Regions from separate parts of the Mus musculus genome. Here region 2 is linked to region 1. Evidence: chromatin contacts called from public HiChIP or PLAC-seq data. All regions are on one chromosome and are shown on one strand. Each heading gives the region's core, a stretch centred on a gene start, on an enhancer-like site or on the middle of the called end of the contact. The rest is flanking DNA. Distances are from core to core; before and after follow the strand shown. Region 1 overlaps Zfhx2 (zinc finger homeobox 2). Region 2 holds the start of Psme1 (proteasome (prosome, macropain) activator subunit 1 (PA28 alpha)).

Region 1 (3,373 bases), core at 68-2,567:
GTAAAGCCTCGTCCAGCATATGCAAGACCCCCGGTTCAATCGCCAGCAGCAGAACAATAAACCAAGGCCAAGTAAGTAAGGCTTGAGTTCTGCCAACCTCCTAGGGAATCTCGACCTATCAGCTGAGGCAGGAGGATCATGGGTAATCTACTGCCAGCCTGGGCTTTAGAGGAGGGGCAAAGAGGGATAATCGCCAAGCAAAGCAGTAAATGGTGGGAGGACTAGGTGTGAACCTGGCCCCATTGAGAGGCGGAGCAGGAGGAATGCCAGCCTCCTTCCAAACACTGTGCTCTGCCCCGAGGGAGGGGATGGCCAAGCAGGGGGTAGAGCATGGCCCTCACTGACACCCAGGCCATGCACTCTGTATATTGATTGCCCTTATGGCCCTCACCCCATTACTCCCAGGTTTCCACGTGAGGAAGTAGTCTGGATAAGCAAGGTTGAGTGCTGGTGAGGGCCCGGGCCAGCATGACTTTGGTCTCTTACACTTGAAGATGTAAAGCTCAGGGCTGGTAGAGTCTTGGTGCCCAAGCTGTTGCCACAAAATCTTTTGCCCTTCACTGGGCCTGAGGAAATGGAGGGGGGCAGGTTTTGTTTATTCGGTTTGCAGAGCTGGGGCTTGGTGGTGTTCCCTCTGTGACCAGCAGGGGGCAGTGGTGCTTCTCCTAATCTGATCCAGGTGGGGCTTGGAGGGAAACACCCTGGGCCACCGTGGCTTCAAATTCTGTGGCGCCTCTAACTCCATTTCCATGCTCTGCCCTTGCCCCCTGGCTCCAGGACTTCTCTAGTTGTCTGTCAGTTTCCCATCCTACAGGGTCTCAAAGACTACCTTAAAGATCTTCCACTTGTATGCTGAACCTCAAATTCAAGCCTTTCAGTTTCTGCCTCCTGATATATGTGTGTGTGTGTGTGTGTGTGTACATATATGCCTTACTCTTCAGGTCAGTAATTATGACTGCCTTCTGTTTGCGGGACAGCAGTTCCTGTCGAGCCTTGAAAGCACTCCCAGGCTTCCCTCTCTTGAGTAACAGGCAGACAGGAAAACCTGGCGGAAGGGGGAAGGAGACAGTTCCCAGAACGAAAAGCCTGTTTCTCCACAGCCTTGCCTTATCCCTTCCTCTCCACCTCACCCTAGTGAGGAGCTGGGACGGGAGGGAAGAATGGAAGGCCACGAGGGAGCTCCCAGGACTGAGGGCCGCTTTAGAGCTGTCGATCCATCCATCTTTCGGGGCGACTGCACCCTCAGAACTCTCCGCCCTCCCTAGGCTCCAGGGCTCCCTCCTTCCATTCCCCGTGGTGGCAGCAGCCTTGTAATTTAAAGCTCTCCCTGTCGCCTCTAATGCGATCCTCCGGTTTTATTGACTCGCTCTGCGGTCTGTGGCGCCCCTTCACATCAATCTCCGCTCTAATCACACGGCTGCCACTGCCTGCTCTGCGGAGGCCCAGCCCTTTCCTCTACTGTCCCCCACCTCCAGAACACCAGCCGCCTTCGCTCCAATTCCTTCTGAGCTGTAATGTCATGGTCTGTGGCGGCTGCCTTCTGCCTCTACCCTCCTGTGAGACCAGGCCCACGGGAGAGCTGCTCTTAAGAAATGCTGGGAACCACAGGAAGAAATGGCTGTGGGACAGGGGTGACTGAGAATCTTGGCTAGGGATAGCAGGTAGATGAGCCCCGATTTTTTAGAGGCTTTCGTGCCATCAACAGTTCAAGGCAAGAAGGGCAAAACAAAAAGGGGGCTTAGAGCTTCAGAGGGGGAAGTCAGAAGCGGGAGGCAGAAGGATTAAAAGTGGGGAACACCCTGGCCACAAAAGTCTAATCGCTAGTGCGCGGTGGGAGAAACTTCGGAGAAAGGGACGAGGGAAATAGGTAGGGGAGAGATAAATTTGCAATGGAAATTCTCTCCTGAAGAGGAGGGATAGGCTGGGAGGTAGGGAAGAGATTTGCAATTTTAAATAAGCCACCAGCTGACCTACCCGGCTGTGTTACGGGTCTCACCCACAAGCTGGCCAAAAGCTGAGCCCCTTTGGTTTCTACTTAGCAACCCAGCAGTCCTTTTCTAGTAGGAGAATTAAGCTTTAGAGAGAGCGGGAATCTGGGAGTTACTCCAGGGTCGGGTCCTATTCAGGCTGCCTCTGAGCTGTGATGTAGCACTGTGAGTGGAGAGCCAAGAGGGAGCTGAATGCTTGTAAGCGGGGCTCGTCTGCTGCCCCGGCAGGTGAGTTAAAGGGCCCACCATGTCAACCCTCAGCTCTCCCTATCTAGTGGGGCCCAGCCTGTGGAAATGACTGAACCCTCACAAACCAACAAACTTAGCATCCTCTGTCCCACCAAGGATCCTCAGAAGGAATGCCTTTCTCCATCAATGCTAGGGCTCCACCCCCAGCCCCACCCAGATTCGTCATTTTCCTTTGATTTCCAGGTACTTATTTGCATCTCATTAGCATGCTAGTTCTGCCCCTCAAGGTTCTTGAAGGTTCTGACTCAGGCCAAGCTGGATTCCCAGGGGCAGGAGGGAAGAGGGAAGTGGGAAAGCAACCAGGCTCCTGGACCAAGGACCCATATCAAATCTGGGACTCTGGAGATGAGGGTTAAGGACGGCCCAAGGAGTAAGAGGCCACCCCCTCGCCCTTTCTCTGAACCAGTGTGGCCTGAATGTTAGACAGTTTATCATTAGAGATTGTTGTTGATTCAGAGAGAAAGAGGAGTTAGATGGATTCATGGGGAACTGATAATTTTGAAGAAGGCCTGACAGCTCCTCCCACACACAAACCAACCTCCCTCCCCGCTCCTAACCCCCTCTAACTCTACAGGGTCTCATGTATCCTAGGCTAGTCTTGAACTTGCTGTGTAGGCAGGACTTCTGATCCTCCTGCCTCTACTGCCCGAGTACTGGAATTACAAGCATGAACCTACCCCCAGCCCCCAACTGATGCAGAGCTGGGAACTGAGCCCAGGACTGCTTGCATGCTAAGCAGCCCTACTGTGTGCTAAGCTGTTCCCCCATTTTGGAGCCCAGTTACTATCAGTAACCTTTGAGAATGCTGTGCAATGCAGTGAGACCCTGATAAGTCCTTTAGCTGGTGCCAAGACCACGCTATAAATACTTGAACAGCTGCTAGTACCATTATTACTAGGACTTGTTACTAATATTTGTATCTTCAATTTGGAGAGTAGAGAGGGCTACAAAGGAGCGAGCTACTGTCTTCCAACTAGCCAAAGAACTTCCTTAAACTTGGCACGTCCCTACTAGTCTGGATCTGGAATACAGTGGAGAAAGGTTCGTGCCAAGAAAAGCAAAAAGACTTTGCGGAGGGGCTGGACCTGGGGATCTTCCCCAGGACTCATTCATTAGCATGACAGCACATACCTTGG
Region 2 (3,346 bases), core at 760-3,259, 500 kb before region 1:
GTCTGCCCACATTGAGCCCTGGCCCGGACCATTGAGGACACTGCCTGGAGCCGAGACGAAGGCGGAAGAGCTCACCAGATTGAGTTGCTCAGTGACATCCTTGATCTCAGGTTTTAGGCGTTGCAGGAGGACCACAATCTTCTCATTGCAGTTCACTGGGCCACAGGGGGGACCTGGAGAGCGCGCAGTGGGTCAGGGAATGACTGGGCCACAGGGGGGACCTAGAGAGCGCGCAGTGGGTCAGGGAATGACTGGGCGTGCGAAGTTTGGAAAGGGGAAAGCAGAACCGCAGCCTGGAAGCTCTGGGTCACCAGTGTCTTCCCAGCACCTCGCTTCCCCGTACCTTTGTCGTCTTCGTCCCCTTTCTTCTTCTCTTCCTTCTCTTCCTTCTGTAGGGAGGAAGACAGGACTGAGGCTGATGCTCTCTATGGCTGGCCCACCTCCCAGGTCTCCCAGCTTGCCTCCTGTTGCTTCTTCCGCTCCTCCTTCTCTTTCTCTTTGACTGGATCGGGTACTGGGATGTCCAATGGAGCCTTCAGATTGCTCAGGTTGGCTTCATTGAGAGCTGGCTCCTAGTGGTACGGCTGGAGATGAGGGTGTTCCTCTCATCTCACCCCACCCCCATCCCTGGGCTCCTCTTGAGTCCTTGCCTGGGGAGCCCCCGAGTACCTTTAAGAACGCATCCAACTCTGAGATTTTCTTGGGAAAATAGCTCCCAAGCAGGTTCTCTGTCTGGGTAAGACAGTGGAGGAGGACAGGGTCAGAAGCAAACACCCTTTCCAAGGCAGTGATGTAAGGGCTCACACTGCCCAGCGAGGGAGGCCAGAGTTGGGGGAGCTGGGTGGGGGTGGGGTCCCTGATGAGTTAGGTCTTACCTTGCTACACAGGTCTTCACGGAACACATCCACCTGTAGGGTATAGATAGGCAACCCTTCAGAAACCTAGCTTTAAGGCTAGTTCTTTTGAGGACAGTTCCCTTTAGGTGTAGGGGCTGACTTGGGGAATAGAGAAGCCACATCTGAAGAAAGTCAGATGGGTCCCTATATAGGGTGGCCTGGGGTGGTATGGTAGTTTTCAGCACACCTGAATCAGGGAAGAGTTCAATGGATCCCCAAGGGAGGCTGAATTTGGGGATAAGAATATTTCTGGGCAAGCTGGGTGTGATGGCACACGCCTTTAATCCCAGCACTCAGGAGGCAGAGGCAGGTGGATTTCTGAGTTCAAGGCCAGCCTGGTCTACAAAGTGAGTTCTAGGACAGCCAGGGCTACACAGAGAAACCCTGTCTCGAAAAACAAAACAATCAAAAAATATATATGTATGTGTGTGTGTGTATGTATATATATATTTATTTATTTCTGGGTCACCAGAGTTGTGCAAGAGGCGATAAGAGAGCCCTGTGGCCAGGCGTGGTACCACAGGCCTTTAATCCTAGCACTCCAGAGGTACAGACAGGTGGAACTCTGAGTTCAAGGCCAGCCTGGTCTACATATCCAGTTTCAGGAAAGCCAGAGCTACATAATAGAGGGACCCTGTCTCAAACCAAACAGAACCCTAAGACAGTGGGCAGAGAGAGTGCAGGTGCGTGCCCTTTCCGAGGGAAAGTCTGAGGTGGCTAGGGCAAGTCCCTCTCAAGGTCTCTGTGTGTAGCCCTGGCCCCAAGCCAGCAGACTTCACACTAGCTTCTAGGCTCCATTTCACCCCACTGGACCACAGCCGCCTCACCTACTCCCAAGGGATCAGGTGCTTCTGGCAGTAGCTAGGGAGCAGAACCCCCCCAACCCCCACTCAGGTGAGGGGGGCTAGGAAGTGGGCTCCCCCAGAGCTCTGGTCTGCTCTGAACCACGCCTCTCTAAAGCCTCTACTCCCCACTCGAACCCGCAACGCTCACCTTGGCTTGGGCTTCGGGATGGACCCTCAGTGTGGCCATGGCCAGAGCCGGGGGGTGGTGGTGAGCGCCGCACGAGGAACCTGGGGTGGGCAGCGGGAAGGGAAAGCGAAAGCACAGCTCGAAACCTGCACGGCCTTCCTGGGTTTGGGGAGTGGAGGGACTGGAGGAGGCGGGGACAGCCTACTGAGAGGCGGGGGCTCCGCCAGCAGCCGGAGTAGCGTTTCCGCCCGGCGCTCGGGTCTCTCCGTTTGGCAGCCAGGCCCGCCTCCCAACCAACGCCAGCACCCCTGCCCCTTCCCATCCTCGCCTGCCATTTCCCGGCACCCCCTGCTTCTGCTAGGGCCAGGGCAATAAATAAGCCTTACATGGGGGTTTAAAATCCTTAATGATCTGGAGTATGATCTGGTCTCTCTTCGTCTTCCCAGCGTGGTCCCCTGCCTAATATACTCCCGCCCACCAGACGATTATGCGGAGATGCTGGCACCATCCTTATACAAGAGTCAATCAGCTCTGCACAAAGCCATTGTGGCACCCTCTATTCCCCAATAAACCACTCCCCCACAGCAGGGACTCAGGCCTCTATGATAAAATCCATAAAGACTTTTCTTTCACAATCCTCTTCAAGTCCATTGCTTTCCACACTCATTCATTACACAAGCAAATACTTGTAGGCAGTGTTTATTCAGCTCCAAGGACTCTGCCCTTGAGAAATCTGCAACACTCTTCCCCTTAATGTCCTCACCCAGTTCTCAGCTTGGATGTCAATTTTTCTGAGAGAATGTTCTGCCATCATTCTTCAAATGTTCCGCCACCATTTTTCAGAAAGTACTTTCCCCGCTCAGTACGGCCACTGGCACCTGTGACTCTGATACCAGCCATTTTTGTTGTTGTCATTTGTTTTGTTTTTGAGTCAGGATAATACAATGGTTTAAACAGGAGCCAGGCAAACTTTCTGCAAGGGCTTAGTGATAGCTATTTAGTTTTGGGAAGTGTTAATATGCGGGTAGTAATATAGTAATTATGTGTATGTATGTATATACAAATATGTGTGTGTATATATATATATGTGTGTGTGTGTGTGTGTGTGTGTGTATAAAATCAGAATAGTAATAACCCTGAAAGGAAAGCAGCTCACGAAATTAATTAGTGCAGATGACTTTCAATAGAACTGCCCGGTGTAGTGGCACACGCCTTTAGTCCCAGCACTTGGGAGGCAAAGGCAGGCAGATTTCTGAGTTCGAGGCCAGCCTGGTCTACAGAGTGAGTTCCAGGACAGCCAGGGCTACACAGAGAAACCCTGTCTGGAAAAACCAAAAATAAAATAAAATAAATAAATGAATTATTAACTTATGGATTGGAGATTTTGAGTTTCATGTAATTTTCACACATCCAGAAATATTTTTCCAACTTTTTCTTTCCCGAGACCAGGTTTTTCTGTGTAGCCCTGGCATCCGCAG

The links. HiChIP or PLAC-seq counts read pairs in DNA pulled down with a chosen protein or histone mark.
Region 2: a contact with region 1 is called in an H3K27ac HiChIP or PLAC-seq map of epiblast stem cells, with 6 times the contacts expected there. The contact joins the promoter of Psme1 here to the enhancer-like site in region 1. A contact is called at or near these places in 6 of 39 promoter capture datasets (the 3T3-L1 cell line, the C10 cell line, cranial neural crest and 3 more), 8 of 115 datasets of contacts at active chromatin or transcription factors (astrocytes, embryonic forebrain, embryonic hindbrain and 4 more) and 1 of 9 other capture datasets (pancreatic islet).

Annotation. Positions count from the first base shown.
Region 1 is chr14:55,076,710-55,080,082 of GRCm38.p6, reverse strand. All of the region lies in intron 1 of Zfhx2 (zinc finger homeobox 2), which reads left to right. Among named protein-coding and RNA genes, the nearest start is that of Zfhx2, 14 kb to the left of the region's middle. Within about 2 kb of position 1,317, at least 107 of the 459 cell types and tissues checked have an H3K27ac peak or open chromatin away from gene starts, as enhancers often do. A contact at or near this core is called in embryonic forebrain, embryonic stem cells, epiblast stem cells and 2 more, where this site is marked.
Region 2 is chr14:55,577,157-55,580,502 of GRCm38.p6, reverse strand. Psme1 (proteasome (prosome, macropain) activator subunit 1 (PA28 alpha)) reads right to left here and starts at 2,009. Exons shown (of 11, transcript NM_011189.1): 1 at 1,890-2,009; 2 at 876-908; 3 at 670-732; 4 at 462-572; 5 at 344-389; 6 at 76-173. The coding sequence starts at 1,928.